7 separate regions of the Mus musculus genome follow, and all the other regions are linked to region 1. Evidence: chromatin contacts called from public ChIA-PET, Hi-C and HiChIP or PLAC-seq data. All regions are on one chromosome and are shown on one strand. Each heading gives the region's core, a stretch centred on a gene start, on an enhancer-like site or on the middle of the called end of the contact. The rest is flanking DNA. Distances are from core to core; before and after follow the strand shown.

What was found. Hi-C and Micro-C count contacts between places; a contact is called where the count stands out from the background. ChIA-PET counts read pairs in DNA pulled down with a chosen protein or histone mark. HiChIP or PLAC-seq counts read pairs in DNA pulled down with a chosen protein or histone mark.
Region 2: a contact with region 1 is called in a FOXA1 HiChIP or PLAC-seq map of pancreatic cancer cells. The contact joins the enhancer-like site here to the promoter of Ncoa4 in region 1. A contact is called at or near these places in 9 of 39 promoter capture datasets (the 3T3-L1 cell line, the C10 cell line, the SN4741 cell line and 5 more), 2 of 484 Hi-C or Micro-C datasets (both in embryonic stem cells), 17 of 115 datasets of contacts at active chromatin or transcription factors (astrocytes, bone marrow-derived dendritic cells, bone marrow-derived macrophages and 11 more) and 1 of 9 other capture datasets (embryonic stem cells).
Region 3: a contact with region 1 is called in an H3K4me3 HiChIP or PLAC-seq map of bone marrow-derived macrophages, with 2.3 times the contacts expected there. The contact joins the enhancer-like site here to the promoter of Ncoa4 in region 1. A contact is called at or near these places in 6 of 115 datasets of contacts at active chromatin or transcription factors (bone marrow-derived macrophages, embryonic forebrain, embryonic stem cells and 1 more).
Region 4: an H3K4me3 HiChIP or PLAC-seq map of bone marrow-derived macrophages shows a contact between it and region 1, with 3 times the contacts expected there. The contact joins the enhancer-like site here to the promoter of Ncoa4 in region 1. A contact is called at or near these places in 4 of 39 promoter capture datasets (the C10 cell line, cranial neural crest, epiblast stem cells and 1 more), 1 of 484 Hi-C or Micro-C datasets (granulocyte-monocyte progenitors), 2 of 115 datasets of contacts at active chromatin or transcription factors (bone marrow-derived macrophages and embryonic forebrain) and 2 of 9 other capture datasets (adipose tissue and macrophages).
Region 5: a Hi-C map of cortical neurons shows a contact between it and region 1, with 3 times the contacts expected there. The contact joins the enhancer-like site here to the promoter of Ncoa4 in region 1. A contact is called at or near these places in 7 of 39 promoter capture datasets (the C10 cell line, the SN4741 cell line, cranial neural crest and 3 more), 3 of 484 Hi-C or Micro-C datasets (B cells, cortical neurons and pre-pro-B cells), 11 of 115 datasets of contacts at active chromatin or transcription factors (the 230-238 cell line, the HPC-7 cell line, the NIH/3T3 cell line and 8 more) and 3 of 9 other capture datasets (adipose tissue, bone marrow-derived macrophages and macrophages).
Region 6: an RNA polymerase II ChIA-PET map of memory CD8 T cells shows a contact between it and region 1, with 6 read pairs. The contact joins the promoter of Ercc6 here to the promoter of Ncoa4 in region 1. A contact is called at or near these places in 5 of 39 promoter capture datasets (the C10 cell line, the HPC-7 cell line and neural stem cells), 2 of 484 Hi-C or Micro-C datasets (CD4 T cells and the G1E-ER4 cell line) and 6 of 115 datasets of contacts at active chromatin or transcription factors (bone marrow-derived dendritic cells, bone marrow-derived macrophages, embryonic basal ganglia and 3 more).
Region 7: a contact with region 1 is called in a Hi-C map of bone marrow-derived macrophages, with 2.7 times the contacts expected there. The contact joins the enhancer-like site here to the promoter of Ncoa4 in region 1. A contact is called at or near these places in 4 of 39 promoter capture datasets (the C10 cell line and the HPC-7 cell line), 2 of 484 Hi-C or Micro-C datasets (bone marrow-derived macrophages and cortical neurons) and 6 of 115 datasets of contacts at active chromatin or transcription factors (the 230-238 cell line, the NIH/3T3 cell line, bone marrow-derived dendritic cells and 3 more).

What each region holds. Positions count from the first base shown.
Region 1 is chr14:32,158,246-32,161,357 of GRCm38.p6, forward strand. It overlaps Ncoa4 (nuclear receptor coactivator 4), which reads left to right and starts at 1,642. Exons shown (of 10, transcript NM_001033988.2): 1 at 1,642-1,765. Msmb (beta-microseminoprotein) reads left to right here. Exons shown (of 4, transcript NM_020597.3): 4 at 1-82.
Region 2 is chr14:31,667,926-31,671,037 of GRCm38.p6, forward strand. Btd (biotinidase) reads left to right here. Exons shown (of 4, transcript NM_025295.4): 4 at 1-272. Among named protein-coding and RNA genes, the nearest start is that of Btd, 28 kb to the left of the region's middle. Within about 2 kb of position 1,591, at least 277 of the 459 cell types and tissues checked have an H3K27ac peak or open chromatin away from gene starts, as enhancers often do. A contact at or near this core is called in the SN4741 cell line, astrocytes, bone marrow-derived dendritic cells and 9 more, where this site is marked.
Region 3 is chr14:31,684,108-31,687,219 of GRCm38.p6, forward strand. No RefSeq gene overlaps it. Among named protein-coding and RNA genes, the nearest start is that of Btd, 45 kb to the left of the region's middle. Within about 2 kb of position 1,619, at least 112 of the 459 cell types and tissues checked have an H3K27ac peak or open chromatin away from gene starts, as enhancers often do. A contact at or near this core is called in bone marrow-derived macrophages, where this site is marked.
Region 4 is chr14:31,767,199-31,770,310 of GRCm38.p6, forward strand. The region is part of intron 2 of Ankrd28 (ankyrin repeat domain 28); the gene reads right to left. Among named protein-coding and RNA genes, the nearest start is that of Ankrd28, 62 kb to the right of the region's middle. Within about 2 kb of position 1,548, at least 68 of the 459 cell types and tissues checked have an H3K27ac peak or open chromatin away from gene starts, as enhancers often do. A contact at or near this core is called in adipose tissue and bone marrow-derived macrophages, where this site is marked.
Region 5 is chr14:31,793,007-31,796,118 of GRCm38.p6, forward strand. The region is part of intron 1 of Ankrd28 (ankyrin repeat domain 28); the gene reads right to left. Among named protein-coding and RNA genes, the nearest start is that of Ankrd28, 36 kb to the right of the region's middle. Within about 2 kb of position 1,580, at least 38 of the 459 cell types and tissues checked have an H3K27ac peak or open chromatin away from gene starts, as enhancers often do. A contact at or near this core is called in cortical neurons, where this site is marked.
Region 6 is chr14:32,512,116-32,515,227 of GRCm38.p6, forward strand. It overlaps Ercc6 (excision repair cross-complementing rodent repair deficiency, complementation group 6), which reads left to right and starts at 1,406. Exons shown (of 21, transcript NM_001081221.2): 1 at 1,406-1,484.
Region 7 is chr14:32,491,074-32,494,185 of GRCm38.p6, forward strand. No RefSeq gene overlaps it. Among named protein-coding and RNA genes, the nearest start is that of Ercc6, 21 kb to the right of the region's middle. Within about 2 kb of position 1,643, at least 40 of the 459 cell types and tissues checked have an H3K27ac peak or open chromatin away from gene starts, as enhancers often do. A contact at or near this core is called in bone marrow-derived macrophages, cortical neurons and pancreatic cancer cells, where this site is marked.

The DNA of each region.
Region 1 (3,112 bases), core at 392-2,891:
ATTTAAATTTACCAATCATAAGCTTGCAAGGAGGTGACCTGTAATCCCAGCACTCAGAAGGCAGAGGCAGCATATCTTGAAAAACTCAAATAAATAAAAAAACAAACAAGTAAACAAGTAAACAAGTTTGCCAACCATATTTGTATTAACTTAATGCATGTTATACAACCAAACAAATCAACCCAACAATACCAGGTACCAGTTACAGCATCTTTCCTGAGCTCCAACAGGTGTCATGCATGTGTGCTTTCCTATGGGGCCCACATCCATTTCCACCACTTCTACAAATAAGGCTCTTCTGCCTGCATCTTGTTTCTGGTTTAGGCTAGAGAAGTGGTTCAGTGGTTAAGAGCCCCGAAGCTCTTCCAGAGGTTCTGAGTTCCCAGCAACCACATGGTGGCTCAGAACCATCTGTTTCTGCTTTACAATGGAAAAAAGCATGTGTGTTCATGATGAAACCAGACTTCTTCTTTGTCCCTGGTACTCTCATTTATCCTTCCTTCCAGTTACTTAGGTACCCCCTCTTTATCGAGTCCCCACATCACACTGTGTTTGCATAAGGTTAGAACAGGTTAGAGATACTGGAGAAGGGGCTCTCTAGACCTCACGCAGTCTGACAGGAAACTCAGAAGCCGGACTTCTGTGGGTGGTGGGGCCTAGCTCTAGGGTCAGTTAGGTGTGGCATACAGACCAGCTAAAATACACTGACTTGAAACTGTAACATTAATTCTGACATTTATTTACTCAATATTTAAAAAAAAATGTAGCATGTTTTTCCTAAGTTATAAAGCCCATCAGCCTTGTCTTAGTCACTGTTTTATTGCTGTGAAGAGACACCATGACCATGGCAACTCTTACAAAAGGAAGCATTTGCCTGGGCCATCTTTACCATTTCAGAGGCTTTGTCCATTATCAGCATGGCATAAAGCAGGGTGGCCTGCAGGCAGAAGTAGCTCAGAGTACTACATCCAGATCCACATGCAGCAGAAAGAAAGAGTGAGCCACTAAGCCTGGCTTGGACTTCTGAAGCCTCAAAGCCAACCCCCAGTGACATACTTCCTCCCCCAAAGCCACACCCACCCCAACAAGGACACTCACTCTAAGTAGAGCCATCTTCTCATCAGTAAGCATTCAAACACGTGAGCCCGAGAGGGCCATTCTTACTCAAACCACCACAAACCCCAGAGGAAAAAAAGAGTTTATTTTCTTTATTTGCATGACTCTTTTTTGCCTGCATATATACATCTGTACCGTGTGCACGCCTGGTGCCCTTGGAGGTCAGAAGGCACTGGAACCAGGAGGTATGGGTGGTTGTGAGCCATCCTGTAGGTGGCTGGGAACCAAAACTGGGTCCTCTGCAAGAACAGGAAGTGCTTTTTTTTTTTTTTTTCAAGACAGGGTTTCTCTGTGTAGCCCTGGCTGTCCTGGAACTCACTCTGTAGACCAGGCTGTCCTCGAACTCAGAAATCCGCCTGCCTCTGCCTCTGCCTCCGGAGTGCTGGGATTAGAGACTTACTGATAGGCACGAAAATGATCCAGACTAAGGGCAGGGAGTGTTACTGCATGCCTCCACGTTGAGCTCTAAGAAGACTTTGCGCAGGCGCGGAAGGAAATCTCGCGAGACTGTCAGAACACTACCGAGAAGCGTGGTAGGGAGGCCATCCTATCGCGAGAACTCTGTCTTCAGGGTCCGGATCCTTCCACGGCTAAGTGTCTGGGTCGGTCTAAGGTCCGCTCGGATCACCGGAAGGAGCGCTGCCAGCCGGTAAGGACGAGAGTGGCCGGCGGGCGCGCTTCCTCTTCTGCCCTGTGCCCTTCTTCGCTCCGGCCTGTGGCCTGTCCTGCCCTCCCCTCCATTCTTCCCGACCCTCGGGTCCGGGACCACCATCCCACCTGCCTGCACGCGGGGCCCAATGGCCCTTCCCTTCCCCAGGTCACGTCTGCTGTGATCGCCTCTCCAGTCCCCGCGTCGCGCCAGGCCAGAGCTCCTCTCCCTCCCCTCGTCCCGACGCTACCACTTTTCCTTCATGCCCAAGCGCTGGATCTGTCTTCTCTCCTCTGTCCTGTCGACATGTTTCGTTCCTGGGCCACGATTGCAGCCTGAATGCTTCTCTTCCATCCCTTTCCCTACATTGCCCTGACTGTCCTCTGGGTTTATAGCGGTGACAGCCCTGTTTCTCTGGTCCCAGGCGGGCCTGGTTTCCATTACTGACCCAGTGCACATTTGCCCCTATTCCTAGTGGTTTGGCAAGGTGGAATGACTTCTGGAGGCCCACTATCCGTTTCCTTCTCCCAGCAGTCCCTTTAAATCGTTTGATTCGTCCCTTCAGCTGATGAGAAGAGAGAGCTTGCAGAATCATTAATTCATAGCTCGGGCGTTCATTTGCTATATGCTTAGGGTACTGAGGATATAGTAATGTAAAGAAGTGGACGTGCTCCCGGCCCTGATGTGACTTAGCCCTTGCGGTGGGAACAGTATGGGTTTAAGTGCTACAGGCTGGAACTTGGGAGGATGGCTCAAGAATGACAAGTCAGAGGGGCTGGAGTTATCTGACCCTCCTGCACACAGCTCTCCTGCTAGTGTTGTTTAGTAGGTAAGGGCCTGCCACCCTGGCGTCCTTTTGGAAGGACTTGACTTTCCACCCACTTGGTAATTTGGAGTATGGTCATAGACCTTTTGAGTTACTTCCCTGGGTGTGTATGGGACAGGTAAGGCTGTTGGTTCTCCGTTAGCATCCCACTGTGATGTTTCTGAACTTTTAAAGTACATTAGAACATTGGAAAGAATTTCATCCTGTGTGACAAACAGGAGACTAATTTGTACTGCTCAGCAGGTCGCTTGATTTGCTCTGTGGATTTTTTTGTTTGTTTAAGAAGAGTGTCAGATCCCCTTACAAGCCATTGTGAGTCACCTGATGTGGGCCCTAAGAACTGAACTCTGGCCCTTTGATAACCACTGGGCCATCTCTCCAGCCTGGTTTGTTTAGTTTGCTTGAGACTGGCTGCAGGGATCCTGTTGGCTCTGCTGGGTTTACAGACGTACGTGCCACCACACCCAGGTGATTTGCTCTTTGCAAGATTTACTCGCCCGAAGAATTGTTCTGCTAAGTGA
Region 2 (3,112 bases), core at 341-2,840, 490 kb before region 1:
CAGCGGGGTGGGCTCTGGGGGACGACCTGCCTTTCCAGGGCCACAGATCCCAAGTGCTGGGAAAGCCACCCTTGTGGCACTGGCTCCCACCCTGGGGAGCCGTAAGAAAATGGGAGGGGCAGTTCCTTCCTTTCTACATAATGACTGAGACATTTTCTGGTATTTTCTATTCACTTTAGTCTGTCAGGCCACACCCTCTTCCCACTACACAATTGGTTTTAAATTTGAAGCCAGAAAATAAACCTCAGTTGCTATTTTACAAATCCGCAGAATACTGGCTGGGTTTTTTTCTTTGTTTTGTATCTTTCACTGTTGATCTAGTGACACCGCAATGATATCCCCCAAGCCCGATCACTTTCTGTGCTAAGAAACACACTCTCCAAGCAATGCTGTACAAAAGGCTGCTCGGTGACTGTCCCTATTCTGGCCAACAGGAACTTCCAGATGAGGTGGCAATGCCCGAGCCACCAGCGGTGTCAGAAATGCAGTCCTAGGAACAGCTCTTCAAAATAGAAGAAAGGCCCGACTTGCATCTGCCTTGCTGTCAGTGGATGGGTGTGTGGGTGGGCCTCGGAATAACTGGGGAGCGCCGAGCTAGGGACGGAGGGAGGGGCTGGGAAGCATTGAGCAAGGCGAACCTAGGAAAACATGAGTAAAAGAATTATTCTGTCTGAGATGTCTCATCCAGGGATTCCAGAGACTTCCATACATCGGTTTAGCTTTGCTCAACTGTGTGGATACAGTGACGCTGGTTTACTTAAATTTGTGTTAAAGAGGTCTCCACTGTGTCGCCGGCACACACTTTTGCTTAGCCCAACAGCAGCAGATCTTTTCCAAGACCCCACGAAAGCGCAGGGCAAGGGCTGCCCACAGTACCAGTTCCAAACTAGAAACTGACAGACATGGTCAGGACAGTGAAGGCATTTATAGGCCACTGGTTTCTAATTTGCATCCAATGAAGGTGTTAGACCTGTGCAGAGTAATAGTTTCCATTATAATTTTTTTATAAAGTGCAGAATGGATAGTCTTCTGATATTTGCCTCTTAATGTTGCTGCTATTTAATGCCTTTTAAAATCTGTGTGTGTGTGCCATGGAGTGTATTTGTGAGAAGGAGGTAGAGGCAGGCAGATTTCTGTTCCAGCGCAGCCAGGGATACATAGTGAGTTCCGGTCCCAAAACAGCAACAACAAAATCACCAAACTGTATGAGAGGAAACTGACCTCGTCCCGTTCTCTGGCAGGAACGTCCCTATTCTGGTCCTTGGCAGGGCAACTGAGCATGTACCCTGGATTCCAAAGGACAGCTCTTACAAGCGTGGCCTCAACGGTGGGTTTAAACCTTCGGGTGGGGCAAGCACAGGCGTCATGCCAAAAGCAAAAGGCACTGGTGGCGCCAGCCCGGGTTGACTCATCGCTTGCAAAGGCTCGGGATGAGTCAAGTCTTGAGGAAATGAACAGCTCAATCCCTCAGGAAATTCTGGGATTCCTTCGCCCTGGGAATCCCCCCCCGGGATGGTGCAGGACCTCTCCCACCAGATGACAGTGCCTGCCTGCCCTCCCAGTGCAGACTTCTCCAGCAGGCGGGAGCTGGCAGGCTGGATGCAGCTCCAGATGTGGCTGTCCACAGTCCACACTGCTTCCCTGCCCCCAAACCTCGAGAGACAGACAGTCTTTTTAAAATGCATCTTGCTACTTCATCCCAAGACAACCCAAACCCACAGGAGAAGCAGGCACAGGAAGGCTTGTCCTGAGTGCAGAGCCGCTCCATCCAGGCCTCCCAGTATGTGACAGTACTGGGCACCTGTCAGATCTTCATTTGTCCCTGCTGACTAGCCCCAGACCACTAATGACAATTAAGAATGAATTGCTCCTGCAGACATAAGGGCAACAGCAAATAATGGGGGTCGGACAAAGGGACTCTTACAGTGAAAGGAAGTTGCCAGATGGCAGAACAAAGGATAGGAAAATGAACGAAACCAGCCATTGTAGGAGGAAATATGCCAATGACTAATGACTGCGCTATGCTTTCGTTAACTATGGCTCTCAAGTTCAGGAAGCAAAAGGCGTTCTGACCACAGCATGGAGGCAGGAAGCCAAGGGTATTTTTGGTGGAAACAGACTTGGGGGAAGTGGCTTAGTCTGTGTGGGCTCTTCTGTAGGCACAGTTGTGCCTGGCTGTGGTTTTTCTCACAAAGGAAGTTAGGGCATAATGAGATATATTCAGTGAGCTTAACATCTGTATGCCAAAGAAGGAAAAAAACCAAAAGCAAACAAACAAACAAAAGACCAACAACAGCCTTCTGGAAGACTGGCCCGGTTCCACAGGCGCAGACATGCCCGCTGCGATCACCGAAGAAGATCCACGTGGTGACCCCTTCATGGGTGAGACAGCGTGGACGGTGATGGTTAACTATGGATGTTGTAACAAGTCTCCAAGTCAATAATAGCTTTCAAATAAACGCCAAATGGATTTTAACTCAGCTGCCAGAGTATTAGTAAGGACCAGGACTTTGCTGGAGGCACCAGAGAGATACCCCTTAGCTGAAACCCACTGGCCAGGCAGGCACAAGACCTAAGACTAGTCAGCCAGAGGGCCGGCTGTCATGAGAGGTAACCTGGTGTAAAAATTCCATGTAGAGGGATGGCAGAGAGCCACCCCTCTAGTTCCTGCTGAGGGTTAGAACTGCCTAAATGACCTCAAGACAAACATGGATTTTCAACATCCAACATTCAGGGTCTATATATGACAAAATAAAGTCACAGCAGTTAAAAATGTACAAGATAGCTGGGTTTATACCATCCAGGCACACACCTGAGATCCCAGCCTTCAGGAGGCTGAGGCAGAAGACATTGAGAATCTGGCCTTCCTGGGTCAAGTGAGCTCTTGCCGCAAAAACATACACCATAAACATACACCAAAAACCATCAACCAATGAAAAGTGTTTTTAAACTCAGTGATAGGAGCACAGGGAAACATCCCAAGGATGCTGCTGGGCTGGAGGACAGGCTGTGCTCTGTCCCCAGTCTTCTCTTCAAGGTCAACATCTGCTGCCTAGTCGTGACAAACAGCCCAGGCAGGTCACAGGTCGTTAATTGTCACAAGGATGCCTAC
Region 3 (3,112 bases), core at 369-2,868, 470 kb before region 1:
GCTCTTCTCTGGTTAATGATGGAGTCATCTTGCCCATACCTCTTACCTGAGTGATGCTACGCTGCCCCACACAGAGAAACAATAGTGTTTGGGAATGAAAGTGCCTGGTGTCAAAAGAATATTGCCAGGCCATTAAGCACAGCTTCTCAGTGTACCGCCTAGTGTTTTCTTGCCCATGCTTTGGCAACCCCCACCCCCATTTCCTAGATATCTGGATCATATCTTTGGGAGTCACAACTACTCCAGATCAGCTGCACCTGCCTTAGAAGGCAGTACTGCAGGCAAGACAGGGCTCAGAGCCCTGCAGCCCTGCCCTCAGCTGCTGCAGCTCTCAGTAACTCAGCAAGATGCAATGCTGGTGATTGGTGCAATGCAGGATTTGAGACTGGTCTATATGTGGGGCCTGTGATTGGTAGAACTGGAAACTGTACTGAGGTTGGTGCAAATACAGTCTACACCAGCGGGGGGGGGGGGGGGTAAGGCTCAAAAACCTTAATTTGTACACACACTCTCATCTTGAGTCAGCCTTGAGGAGCCTTCTCTGCCCTGTAGTGCTCCATTAGGCCAGGCTTTCACCCTCGGCTTCTGAGAACATGCTGAGGATACTAAAGCAGAGACATTCTGGGAAGAAGGGCACTCTGGGCCCAAGGGCTTCTGTGTACTTTGTCAGATATTTGTCGCACAGAAGGAATTGATCACTGATGTCTTTGAGGGTAGACTTGAAGCCACCTCAGGCTCCACCCTCCCTAACTTCCTTCCACAAAGGCATTTCCTTTAGTCAGACTCTTGCACAGTGAATGTGCGTTTTTGCAGACGCAGACCAAGGCAGTAGGTTTTAGATGACTTTTGAATGATTTTCATTCCCTGAAAAAACATAACGTCTTCTTTAGGAGAAGAGTGTCATAGCAGCAAAGTGTTTGGCAAGTCGCCTTTCAGGAGTGCTCCCTAACACCAGACCATGTCCCATCTCCTCTGCATGTGTCCCTCCTACCGATCTTCCATGATCCCTTCTCAAAAAAAAAAAAAAAAAAAAAAACAAGAAGCCCCCAAGCAACAGCAGCCAGAGAGATAAAAGAATAGGAAAAAATGTTAAATGTTCTCATTTTACAAACAAAACCCTCAAAACACTTGAAGTTCAGAGAAGTTAAATGACTAGTTTTAAAGTCACAAAGCCATCAACTCACTGAGTTCAGATTCTAGGCTGTCTATTATCTCATTTAATCCTTCCCATAAAATGCCAGGGCAGAGAAGAGAGCTAACCTTTACCCTGTGCGTGTTACACACCAGCCCCCTTCCACGCACTCTCACTTAATTCCCACCACGTCTGTAGCAGAGATGGCAGCACTGCTCGGAAACCCTGTACATCGCACACCACTATTGTTTCACAGCCAGGAAACAAAGGCAAGGAAAAGTGAAGAGATGGCCCTGTCAGGAGGCAACACTGTCACAGCCATTGGGAAAGGCTCTCTGCTTCAGCTCCCCTTCACAGAGGTCTGCTCGAAGCCCTGCCACTCACGGTGGGGTTCTGCGGGAATTCTACCTTCCTCTTGCCTGAACCCTACACCATGCTTTTCATGACTTGAGACACATATAAAACACAGTCAGGGTTAGCTGGACTCTAGCACTGAGACTCTGCAGCAATCGCTCTGATGGGCAGGATGGCTAAGGGATGGGCAGGCGCTGGTATGTCCAGGGTGGATACGCGGGGCGTGCGAATGACCCGTGTCCCCTGTGTCCCCTAGAGGGGCAGAGAGGGCGAGGAGCTGCTTTACCACACTAACCAGAACGGTGCACAGCTTCGGGACTTGAGAACTGCTTACTTCCTGATTTTGACATTTTCATTTTCTGGTCTACAGTGAAACCACAAAGGGGAGAACACCCTTTATCTGGCTTGGTAAGGTCTGTTGCCTATTTTCCACAAAGGGTTATTATAGATCTATTTTTAAATTAATATTCTATTTTCCAAATTCAGAGCCTTAACCTCTCTTTTCCAAGGCTTTAAAAAGAGTTTAACATTTTTTTGTTTTATTATTTGGGAATCTCACATGCACCCGTTATGCTTGCTTCCCCCATGTGAGCCCCCCTCACTGGTGACCCTCCACCTCCTAAAAAGAAAAAGAATGAAAGAAAGAAAACCCACAAGTCCATTTTGTGTTGTCCACACAATCATGGAGCATGGACAATTCCTAGTGGTCAGTCTCCCAAGGGAAGATGAGTCTTTCCCACCTGCATCCCCACCATAGGCCATCAACTGTGGAGAGCAGTGAGACAGCTGGGGAAGAGCAGGACGGTTCCCTCAAACTTGTGCCATGGTTGGCACCTCTGTGAGGCTGCTGCAATGTCAGGGCCAGCTCATACTTCCACAGGTGCAGGCCAGCTCTCTGGCATGCCCACACCATGCTGGTGAGGGGTGGGGCCAGCTCTCCCTGATCCACAGACATAAACATGGCAGCCCAGACCATGGACATCAGACCTCAGGAGTAATGTAGGCCACAGACATCAACACAGCCCCTGGTCTTATCAGGACCAGTGACCTACTCATGGCCCTCAGTGGGTGCACAGACCATGGACTTCATGTCCTCAGACGGCTACACATGCCAATCACAACTAGCAGGCCCTCAGAGGGCATCACCAAGGCAACCAGTCACCAGGACAGACTACAAACATCCACATAGATCTCAGGCTTCCTGGATGCCTGGGGCAGTAGAATGGACCAGACACCAACATGGCCCCTGGTGGCATCATGGACAAAGGTGGTCTTTCAAGGAGATCCAATCCAGTCGTCTCAGGCTTCATTGTTGCCTAGAGCCAAGGTGATCCTGTGGCCCCTCAGCTGGGGCTGAGTCTGTATCTGCATAAGTTCCAGGTTGTTGCACCACTCTGCCAACCTTACATTCCATTTTTCTATTTTTCCCCATCTCTGCATCATGTCTATGTTCATCTTAATGGTGCCCACTGCCCTCCTCCGCCCACAGTGAGGGCAGGGTGGCTCGTTCTATGGATTTTAAAGTCATCTGTACATTTTGGATAACACTCCTTTATTGGCTATGCCTTTTGTTAGTATTTTATCCTAGCCTATGTCCTGCCTTTCATTCTCTTCCAGTCAACTTGT
Region 4 (3,112 bases), core at 298-2,797, 390 kb before region 1:
ACAAATCTACAATTGACTATTACTGACATGGCTGAATTTAAAAAAATTATTTACTTAGGGATAATTATTCTGAAATTTACACTTAGTATTGTTCATGAAGACTTTTGTAGTAGATTAAGTGTTTTTGTTTTTTTTTTTCTTTTTCTTTTTTAATCCGTTTTTCTTACTGTCTATAGAAAGCAAGCTATAACTTGCCATTTACCCACATGGTAAATAAGAGGTTATATCCCTAGATTACCTGAAGTACTTATACTTAGTGTGGACCAATAGTAGAATAGTGAAATCAAATGCCAGACCTTTGAAAATGCCTTCCCTTTAAAAGGCATCTGTCAAGCTGGGTGAGTGCATGCACATCAGCAGCATGGGGGAGGGGGAGGGGGAGGCCGAGGCTGAGGCTAAGGCTGAGGCCGAGGATCAACTCCACTCTGGGCTACATAGTGGAGTTCTGGATCAGCCTAAACTAAACTAAGCAAGATCTTGCCTTAAAAAACAAAATGAAATGAAAACAAAACAAAAACTACGTTATAGCTGGAGTATCTTCCTACTTCCTATAGGCTGAAAGGCAGATTTGAAACTGAGCTAACTTTGAACATGTAGATGTAGGCCACTATCAGAGCAGATTGTGACTATGATTGTGAATGATCTCAAGAACTAAGCCACCATCTTGGAACACCCACTTTTATAGACTATTCAGGATATTACTCCAGTCTTCCTGATTTTTTTCGGGGGAGGGATGCTGTACATGTGGATACATGGCTGTGTATGTGTGCATGTGGAGGTCAGATGTCAACCTCAGGACCATTCATCAAGAACTGTCTGCTTTGTTCTGACAGGATCAGTTCCTGGGACCCAGGGCTTGCTGACCATTAGGGTAGGCTAGTTGTCTAGTCATCCCCAGGTAACTTTCTGCCTTCCTAGTGCTGGTATTCACGCACTACCACATCCAGCTCTTAGGTGGGGGTCAGACATCGAACTTTGTTCCTCATGATTGTCTAACAAGCACTTTACCCACTGAGCTATCTCCTCAGCTCAAGATTGTAAAATTTTCTAGTTTGGGACTCTCTAACTCACTCTAAGGACAGCTGAGAGTGTGGATTAGAGTGGGGAGGCTTAGCAATACTATGTAAAAATACTGTACAGGAAATTAGTTTAGTGCTATTAATGTTAAATAAGTTAGTGAGCTAAGAGTTTTTCCTCTCTATGACCAGAGTTAGAATCTACTGCATCACGCCTTTTATTCTAATTTTCACCCCAGGAAATAGAATATAGAGAGAAATCATACACCAAACAGTGCTAAAAAGCTTACAGAGATTGTCTGGCAAGCACTGAAATATAAAAATTTACTGAAAGCTGAAGACTAATTTAGAAGTGTGTTTTAAAAAGAACTCGTTGCCTAGGCTTTTTGGTGCTACCCATTAAACAAACAAATGTTGCTAATGTTAAAATGTGATTAGACCTAGTCAAATAGACAAACATCTCTAATGTAACGCATAAGCATTACAGCAAGCACGATGACACAGAAAGTGAGTCATCTGTGTCTGAGAGATGCCTGGAATTCTGTGACTCAATGCTCACAATACTATGAAGCTATTTTATGACTCATACAAACATAGCATTCTTCTATGCAAATCAAAATAAAAGGGAATTAATTAATAATGAAAGAAAAAATACAGATCTTATTTCACTCTACTAGAGTTCAACACTGAAAATTAGGCATTAAAATAGCTAAAAGTCCCTTTAGTAAAATATGGCTTTAAAACTTATGTTTTAAAAAAATGAATTCTAACTTGTTTATTCAATCATTGCAGGAAGCAAATGCTGAAAACAATTAGATGTCCCCTAAATGGTTACTTAAATAATAGAACACAAGAAGCTCTTCATCAACCTTTATTTAACTCACATGATTAACTAATATTCTTGGCTCCTGGGTAGCATGAATAACTAGTTTTTACACAAGGTACTTTGACTCACAGTCTTCCACTACTAAATCCACACACTCTTGATCATACAATGGGGTCTATGTTTGCCAAGGGTAAAATGTGTTAGTAATTTGTGTATTTGTAGCTTATTTAAATAGCATTTAAATAACTAAATCAGGAATGAAGAACCAAGTGTTTCGATGATGAACAGGCTAAATATTATTTTTAAAATTCAATAAAGGCAAGTGCTACAAAATGGGAAAAGGGTGAGAAACTGCAACACTAAAGCTGCCTGCTTTTATAAAGAGCCAGAGTTTTACTCTAAGCTAGTTTTGTCCTAGAGAATCTCCCTATGAATACAGGCTAGCCTAGAGCTCTTATGTAATCCATGTAGGCTTAAAACTCAAGATTATCCTACCTCTGCTTTCATGGTGAGGAGACTATAGACACGTGCCACCAGGCCTGGCTTAACATGGTCAGTTAAGGGCTTACTTTCTCCTATCACTTAAAGAAACGCAAAATGGAAGGTATGGATAATAAATTGTGGGTATAGTTCAAGAAAAATATTCCTATTACTAAGTTATGCATTATTAATGAAAAACCTTGAGCTTAATTTTTAAAAAAAGGCCTAGTGAATATATTGGTACATTGAAATGCTTAATAAACATCAGACTTTTAACATATCTGAAATTTCCAGTTGGACATCTACACAATGAAATACTGTACTTATAATTTAAATTAAGAAGCAGGGACCATAATAAAATAAAACCACTTGTCAACAAACCTGATGACCTGAGTTCAATCCCTGGAACCCAGAAGGTAGAAGAAGAGAACTGACTCTAACAAGTTGTTCCCTGTCTTACACATATGAGCTATGACATGCGCACTGTGCACGTGCGCACACACAATACCCGGAGGGAGGGAGGGAGGGAGGGAGGGAGGGAGGGAGGGAGGGAGTTCTTACCATGTACTTGTTTTAAAAAATAAAAATAAAGAGGCCAGCAGAGTGACTGACTAGAGCTGTCTGCCGTTCACTGTTGTCAGCTCTACCCCTTCCCCTTCTTCCGAGAGAAACAGACTATACTGCAGAATCTGACTGCAGTGCTGAGATTGCTATAGAGCACAAAGTCCCAAGTAACTCCACAGAGAAGAGTGAAGCATGCTGTCTCCTCCCTGAGATGTTTCCTCCACCA
Region 5 (3,112 bases), core at 330-2,829, 370 kb before region 1:
TTCTATATAGCCCAGACTGGCCTCAAATCCTCAATCCACCTGCCTCCAATTTCCAACTATGAATATACATGCCATATTTACACACACACACACACACACGTACAAACATACATACATACATTTTTAAGAAAAATATTTTTAGAGACCGTCTTTATATAAAAACTGGTTCTTACTGGATTCTTGGAAGAAATCCAAAATATGGGGCTTTCATATTTCATGGTCGCAACAAATTACCTTAAATCTTAAAAACACACACAAGCAAATCTTGTATATATTTTCTGATAATACATCCAGCCACTTTGCCAATTTGTTTATACATGGTTTGTTTTCAAAGGCTGTCAGTGATTTGTAAAATGTTGTTCATATATTAATATGTAAAGCATTAATTTCAAATATATAAATTTAAAGAATTTACCATACTATTACTTAAAACTTAAATACTGCTAGCTATTTTCTCTGTATGTTTCTAAAAACTTCCAATTATATATTTTGTTAATATGTTTCTTCCCCTCAAAACAAAATGGGGGTTTAAGCTTTAAGCTGAGTGTTAGGGACAGACGCATGCTTCTGAAAAGAAGGACGCACCCACCCATGGCTCCACGTAGCCCTCTCTAACACTTAGAATGATTACATCAAATTCTACACAAAAGTACACAATGTTGTAAGCAGCCCACTTCCTAATAGTAAACATTTGAGTTTCCTTTTTTTTCTTTTTTCTAAGAATGTTATACATGCTTATATAACAGTTTCTGGAGTAAAAATAAACTCTCCATAATTAATTTAGTAAAATTAGTTCTAAAAACTTATGAAATCGTAATTCTCATGTATACTCTCATTAAAGAATACATGTCAGAATTAAACCTGTGTGAAACAGTATGCATCAACCATATTTTCACACTACACTAGAAAATTGTTCTTTTTTTTTTTTTTTTAACCATCTTTGCTTTTTTGTTTGTTTGGGGTTTTCTGTTTGGTTGCTTTTAAATTTTTTATTAGATATTTTCTTTATTTACATTTCAAATGTGATCCCCTTTCCTGGTTTCTCCTCCAAAAACCCCCTATCCTACCCCCTCCCTCTGCTCACCAACCCACCCACTCCTGGCTTTCCCCTACACTGGGGCATCGAGCCTTCACAGGACCAAGGGTCTCTCCTCTCATAGATGTTCCACAAGGCCATCCTCTGATACATATGAGGCTGGGGCCATGGGTCCCTCCATGTGTGCTCTTTGGTTGGTGGTTTAGTCCCTGGGAGCCCTGGGGGTACTGGTTGGTTCACATTGCTGTTCCTCCTATGGGGCTGCAAGGGGTTCGTTCCTTCAGCTCCTTCAGTTCTTTCTCTAACTCTTCCACTGGGGACCCTGTGCTAGTCCAATGTTTAATCACCTTTATTAACACTAGTTGCTAATGTCCTAAGAGGCCTCTGCAAAATACCGGGAACACAGAAATGATGTTCTGTGCCAAGAATAGCTCTGGTCCAAGAAAGTAAGCTATGGCTTGTAAAGTAGCCAAATCAAGCTAGTTCAAAGTATCAGGGTGGCTGATTATGTTGGCACACATCTATAAATCCTCCCAGTCAAGGGGCAGTGAGTTCAAGGTCAGCCCAAGCCAGGTGCAAGTATACCGTGATATATATAGTAAATTGCACTGTCTAGACATGTAACAAACTTGGTAATGTCACCAATCAGCCACTTGGTGGCAGCAAATACAAAAGAAAAAATCTTCAGTATTTATTTGATTATTTTTACCAATACAAAAATATTTTTCCAATCTTATATTTTAAACAGAAGTTTCTAATGAATAAGGAGCTTCATAGTTCATCTTTTTAAAAAAACACAAAACAAACAAACAAACAAACAGTCTGATTACGTTGTTCAAACTGGCCTCAAACTCACACACCTCCTGCCTTGGGAGGATCACAGGCACACACAACACTACTCAGGACAATTTTAGAGGTTTGGGTTGTTGGTTATATTGATAAACAAGACTAGACCAGCCTTGAACTCTTCTCTTCCTTCTCCCTCAGTCCCCTTTATTAAGATTACTGGCATGTGCCAGCTAACATACTCAACTTTGATAGTAATTATTTTAACATTTCCAGTCAAGCTCAATCTGTTTAAAAATAGCCTTCTATTACAGCACTGACAGACACAATGCAGTCACTTCAAAAAATATGCGACTCTTTTGATGCTTATTAAATAACATATCAAAATAAAAATACGTAAATCATTCTTTCTTTAACCAAATTAGGTGCTCAAATAATCTATCCCCACAAATATTTATTCAACTTATTGCTTGTTCATAATTAATTATATGCTAAAATTACATCAATGAACAAGGGTTTTTTGTTTTGTTTTATGAATCTTACACAAAGTCTCTCATGCATTTCTTTTACCTAGGTTTTGCTATACAGACCAGTATAGTGAAGAACAGACAGTAAAAGACTGTAGAACCAAAAACCAGAAACAAAAAATAAAGACTGTAGCTTTCTTCCACCTGTAATTTAATTTACAATGAAAAAATATTACACAAAAAGTGAAGTCAGGATTACCACAGCCCTCCTGTTTTGCTTGCTTTGTTTGTCCCTCTCTTTTGTTGAAATATTTATTTTGAAAGGGAAAGCACCTGCTACTCTTTATTAACTATTCTGCTTCTTAATTTCACAAAGTGACCTAAGTATTTAAGTTACCAACACCTAAAGAGAGTTATTTCGGGGCTGTAGAGATGACTCAGCAGTTAAGAGCATTAGCTGCTCCTCCAGAGGACCTGGTTTGAGTCCCAGGACCCACATGGTGAATCTCAATTTTCTGGGGGTACTGGTTGGTTCATATTCTAATTTTCTGTAACTTCAATTCCAAGAATCCTGACACCATCTTCTGGCCTCTTTTAGGTACTAGGCATGCATGCATCATGTGATGTACATATATACATGCAGACAAGACACCCACACAGAGATAAAATAATAATGATGCATATAGAGCAACTTCTTGCACAAAGTTTTCATGTAGCAAAGCATGCTTCATTTCTCAGTAATCTGTTCTCAAAATTACTGCCAAAATGCTTATAGTAGAAGTCACTGGTTATAGTGAATTCAACCTGAGATAGTGTGGCTATA
Region 6 (3,112 bases), core at 156-2,655, 350 kb after region 1:
GATGTAATATTTATTTGGCTAATGCTATGACAGTCGTGGCTCTCTGAGAAGCACGAATATATGTGTGTTTCACTTGCTTCGCAGAGCCCCTCCTTTCCTTAACCTTTGAGCTTAAGCCCTGATTAAAATGTCTTTAATGAAATCTTTTGACTCTGCTTCATAAACTGGCGGGTTGCTGGGGATGGCAGTGAGGAGCCTCTCACTACTGCCCCCCAAAGTTTTGTGCCTTTACACTGGACTTCGTGCCAAGGACCCTGACAATTCCACCTTCTCTATTCTTGGCATTTCTGGGCTAATTAGTTCCCAGTTTAATTCAGCTACCTCTTGGGAAACTGGGCTTTTTCTTTGTAAATTCTCACCTAAGCGAGACCACCTCCAGGATTCTTGGTTGGGTAAAGAATGTTACTACTTGGCTTAGATAGTTAATATTAGTTAACAAGTATTAAGTGACTTAATGTAGTTAAGCCATCTGTTGTAGACCTGCATGTTGTACATGCACTCAGGTGCTCTGCCCAGGTCTTGGGGTGGTGTTGGTGAGCGGTCATAAAGGTACGTTTTCCTCTTCGGTTTTAAGATGTGCCAGATGACTAAGGCGGTGAGGTGAGGATGTCAAAGCAAAGGATTTGAGCACCTTTAGCTAGTCACTCATTGGCAGACTCCCTTTTCTTTCTCTAAAAATGATTTCTGAGTTCGAGGCTAGCCTGGTCTACAAAGTGAGTTCCAGGACAGCCAGGGCTATACAGAGAAACCCTGTCTCGAAAAACCAAATTTAAAAAAAAAAAAAAAAGAAAAGAAAGAAAGTTTGGTTTCAGACCCAGGGACAAGGGACTGAGATGCGTATTTTACATATCAAAGCCTCCAGGTTTTCCCAGCATCCTTCAGTCCGTACCTGGCATACCATGTCTCAGTCCCTACCTGGCATACCCTGCCCCATAACCCTGAACTTCCCAGCCCAGGGCCTGGGCTGCCCTTCCCTCAGAGGTTCCTCCCAAAAAAATCCAGGCATTTTGCTCTCTCCTTCTCTCTCTACGCATACACGACCCCCACCCCCACAATGGCGACTTCAACCCTTGGGGCCAGTGAACTCGACAGACAACCGCCTTCCAATAAACCTGCCTTTAGTATAATCTGGTTTAAATTGGCTTATTTCACCGGTGGTGACGGAGAAATAACTTATTAATATCTTTTAATTCATAAAACTAGATAACATTTGTCAAGAATGATACAAGCCGCTCAAATGGCTACAGACTGACCACACAGTCCAACCTAGCCCAGGACAAAGGCCACGCGCGGCTCCCTTTGGTCAACGCACGTGGCAAACCCTTGCTTACAAACGGCTCAGCAAGGCGCAGGCGCCGTTGGTCCTGCCCGCCCCCAGAGGCGGTGCTTAGCACAGGCCTAGGGCGCATGCGCTAAGGTTTGTCTCAACGCTCCGTCGCGGCGGTAGCGACGAAGAATTCGTTTGGGCAGCCGCGTGGTTCTGGGTGAGTGTTCGGCAGCCGGACAGAAGGCCGGGTGAGAGTACTTGCGCCTCGGGCTCTCCATGAGGCTGTGGCCCCGCGCCGTGGGCGTCTAGCCTTCTGCGGCGGAGCCCGTCCGAGCGAGCCGCGGCTTCGCCCGTGGGCCGGATATCTTCCGGCAGGCGCACCTGAAACCGGAAGTGACGTGTGGCGCCGGCTCTCACCTGAGCGGAGGGCACGGGGCAGTGGGGGCGCGGACCAGCCCCTTGCATTTGCTTCTGGGTTTGTGAATGGGGCCCGGCGTGCAGGGCCTACAGGGCTCTGGTGGGTCTGGATGACGATGATGGTGTCCTTGAGAGGGAGAGTCAGGGTGGTGCATACCCGGCGCCTTCCGTAAGATGCAAAGTTGAGTGGGAGGGACAGAGCTGTAAGTGCTGTAACCCGGTACCCTTCGCGGTGTCATCTTCACCGCTGTCCTTCTCTTCCGAGCCCTCTCGTCTTTTTCCTCCTGACTTCATCCTATTAGCACTGCACTGCTATTTCTCTGTTATCCAAAACTGGTCTTTTACGAGCATTAATTGGGTCCTGCTGTTGTCACGCATCCTTAAACTTTTTGAGAGCCATTTCAGTGAAATATAATTTAAGAGCATACCCCCCCACCCCCCGCCCCCGGACCCGTGTAACTTGTCCCTTCTCGCTTCAACACCGTACTTATGTACAGATAACTCTCCAGACCCTAATCCAGCTTGGTTGTGGCCGTAGAAAACCCAAGTCACAAGTCTGGTTTCCTAGCTTTGTAACTTTTAGATGTTTCTGGAACGACTGAAAGATTTACACAGCGAGCAATACTATAATCAGCTCTTGAATTTTGGTTACAAAGTTCTCACTGAGTTCCAGCCTTTATTCATTATCTCATTTCGAGATGCTAACTCTGCTTTTGACCTTGATCAAATCTCATTAATCTTTTAGAGTGACACTTTGTCAGAGAGGCCACCTCACACCTTACCTTCACAGTTTTACTTAGGTCTCTCTTAATTGCCGAGTTATGTAACTTCTTTTTATGGCCATCACCACAGTTGCCCTTGTATATATCTATACTAAAGCCATTTTTTCTTTAAATGCCTGGCCTCCCAGGGGACTAGGGGGAACTGCCTCATGCCTCATTTGATTGAGTCAGTAATTTTGTCAGTGTGTGATTTAGTTCACCTCTGAAACTTTAGTGCTTTGATCAAATCCTTCTTTACATTATACTCCCCCCAACCCCCATGTGCATTCTCTCGCCCACACATGCAAGCTCTCTTCTGGCTATAGCTAGAAGCTAAACAGCTTTTTGCCCTCCTTCCCCTCCCACCATGAACTCCAGGCTGTTAACTTCAGCTGCTCTTCTTGGCCCCTTTCAGTTCTTACTCCTTTGTTCTACCACTTCTCTGACCATCCCAAGGAATGACTTTTCTCCAAGGCCTACTGGTTACAAGAGGAGGGAACTGGGCAGCACTGGAGTGTTGCCAATCCATCATTTTGGAAAGCACACGCCTGCAGTGTTCATTTCTCATGGATAGACTCATTCTTCTCACATTCCTCCCCCATCCCAACTTTGACCAAGGAAAGGCCCAGGCTTCTTCCTTGTGGAGTTATCTTCTTTGTCAACTCCC
Region 7 (3,112 bases), core at 393-2,892, 330 kb after region 1:
CCTGGATCTTGACGAAGATCTTGGTAGATGGTGGCCATGTAAAGCTTAGGCCCAGGCAAGGTGGTACACGCCTTTAATCCCAGGAGATTGAGGCAAGGAGATTTCTGAGTTCAAGGCCAGCCTAGGACTAAGCAAGTTCCAAATCCAGGTGTGGTGGCACACACCTTTATTCTGGGCCAGACGTTCTGCTGGAAGCCTACACAAGGACAATGGAAGAAGGAAGACTCACCGCTCTTCACCTGCTTGCACTTACTGGCCAGCACATCTGTTGGAACCTGCTTCTTCAGGATTCCAGCTTATACAGAAGACCAGCTGAAACACCTAGCCTCGTGAAACAGAGCAACTACCAGATTCTTAGACTTCCCATTTACACCTGCCCATTGTTGGGTTAGTTGAACTGCAGACTGTAAGTCATTACAATAAATTCCCTTAATAGATAGAGACATTGCATAAGTTCTGTGACTCTAGAGAATCCTGACTAATACATGGCCACATTGCCAACCCCCCTGCTCTTTGTACACTGAGGAAGAGTTCCAGAAGCCCCTCCTGTGCACAGTGACCTGAGAAAGCAAGCACAATGGGGCATTCTTGTCAAGGACTGTCAGGGTAAACCAGGGGACCACATACCAACACACTGGATGCTGCTCTTGGGTCGTGTGGAGGAAGCTGGGCTGCCAGTTGGACCATGGACAGGGGCATAGTGGGTTAGGGGTCAGGTCTATAGCAATAGGATCTGTGAAAGGGACCTGGGAGCCTGACCGCTAACCCTGGAGGACTGGTTAGGGCTCTTGGGGCTATACTGTTTACTGTGCCAACAGAGAGAACATTGATTGCAGCATGCCCAGTGCTTAAAGAACTTTCAAAACTGAGAAGTGACTGGGGATATGTAGTTCAGAAAGCTGTGATCTCACTTGCTCTGGACTCCTGGGGTTCCTAGAGTTAGAGATTTCCTTCCTCCCTCCCTCCGTCCCTCCGTCCCTCCCTCCTTCCCTCCCTCCCTTCTGTTTCTTCTTTCTTTTCTCTTTCTTTCTTTCTTTCCTTCTTTCTTTCTTTCTTTCTTTCTTTCTTTCTTTCTTTCTTTCTCTTTCTTTCTTCCTTCCTTCCTTCCCTTCCTTCCTTCCTTCCTTCCTTTCCTTCCTTCCTTTCCTTCCTTCCTTTCCTACCTACCTTCCTTCCTTCCTCTTTCTTTCTTTCTTTCTTTCTTTCTTTCTTTCTTTCTTTCTTTCTTTCTTTTCCTTCCTTCCTTCCTTCCTTCCTTCCTTCCTTCCTTCCTTCCTTCCTTCCTTCCTTTCTTTCTTTCTTTCTTTCTTTCTTTCTTTCTTTCTTTCTTTCTTTCTTAGACTGGGAGTCTTCTGTGTATTTCCAAAACTATGTCAAGTTTGTAGTCTTCCTGTCTCAGTCTCGTGAGTGCAGAGATTACATGTGTGTAACACCATTATTTAGACTCTGCACTTGCTCATAGAAACACAGTCCCTCAGAGCTTCTTGAAATCCAGGAGGGCTGCTGAGGAGACATGGACCCCCTCCCCCCGAGGCTTGCTTTAGTATCCACCCCTACTCTTCCCGCTGCAGTGAAGAGCACCCAGGAGGCTGTCATTTTCTGTCTCGTCTTCGCTGAGACAAGTGTGCTCAGGGACCACACCCACCCACGCATGTGGGCGGCTCCGGTTTTGTGGCTTCTGGGAGTACACAGCCGCCAGGCTGCAGCCTTATATTTTCCTGGCTTTGTGATGTCAAAGATGACTCATTAGGTGGACGCTTGCTTTACTGATTAATCTTACTTAAGCACGTTGTAGTTTTCCCTGAAGCCTCGCTGGGAGCACCGGTTTTGCTACAATAGGAACGAAATCGCAGGCAGGTCCCTGGAGCGTTGCATCCTGCCGACTCCATTTCTTTGGTCCTCCACATTAATTTACTTCAAATGACACCAAGGGGCCAATGTATTGCACACATACCTTTGCTTGATGAAATTTTTTTTTGCTTTCGTTTCTAACCATTTGTATAAAAAGCTCCAGTTTCAGCTTGTTTAGACCTTTAGGCAGGGAATTGAACTCTTCCAAACCACTTCCAAATTGCTCCCACTCTGAAAACTTGCTGAGGCTGGCTTTCTCTCTGCTGGACCGAAAGCAGAAATTCTTTTATCAGTCAGAAAACACCACACAGCACACAGGCTGTGATTCCCAGTTCTCATGCCCTCCCTCATAAGGCTTTAAATCAGTGGCTCTCAACCTTCCTAACGCTGCGACCCTTTAATACAGTTCCTCATATCGTGCTGGCCCCCAACCATAAAGTTGTTTTGTTGCTACTTCATAATTATAGTGCAAATATCTGATATGCAAGACATCTGTTACATGCCTCCCTGTAAAAGGGTTGTTTGACCCCCAAAAGGGTCGTGACTCATATGCTGAGAAACCCCACTTTAAATATTTTAGTAAAACTGCGCTCCCTGGGCTGATGAGTTGTTTGAGAAGATTTCGTATCCTTTTCTCCAATATTGGTGATGCAGTTGGGGTTTCCCCTGGCTTCTGTACCCCAACTCCGGGTTCCAACCTGTGTCCTCGCCACAATGACTCATGGGCTAGAACAGCCAGTTACAAAAGGAAATGTTGTATTTCTCCAGTGAGATATGTCCAAGGGTGACTTTTGAGGAAAAAATGATCATGTCTAGACGGTAACTATTCTGGAGAGGAAGTCAGGCCGAGAGAGCAGTGGAGACCAGTCGGGAAGCTCAAAGGACACAGGAAACCTTGGACAAACCAGGGAAGCCATGAGGTGGATGAATAAGGGAGAGGCCCTTCTTAGAGGGCAGAGTCAGAGAATGTGCCACCTGGGCTGGATTCTGGAGGTCACACTCAGAGTGTGTCAGCTCTCCAGAGAATGGGGAACTAAGGACCTTTCCTTGCCATCCCTGGGGATTCTGGTTCTAGTGGCCTGAGGGGGGATGGGAATTTTTTTTTTGATGGTAGCAATAATAACAACTCAGATTTTATAATAGCTTTATACCAGCCATCGTCTTAAGAATTCATATCGAGGTGGTCCCTGATTTAGTGATTTTCAGCTTTATCCTAGTGCAAAAGCAATAAGTTATACTTCAGCTATTGATGCTGACTTTT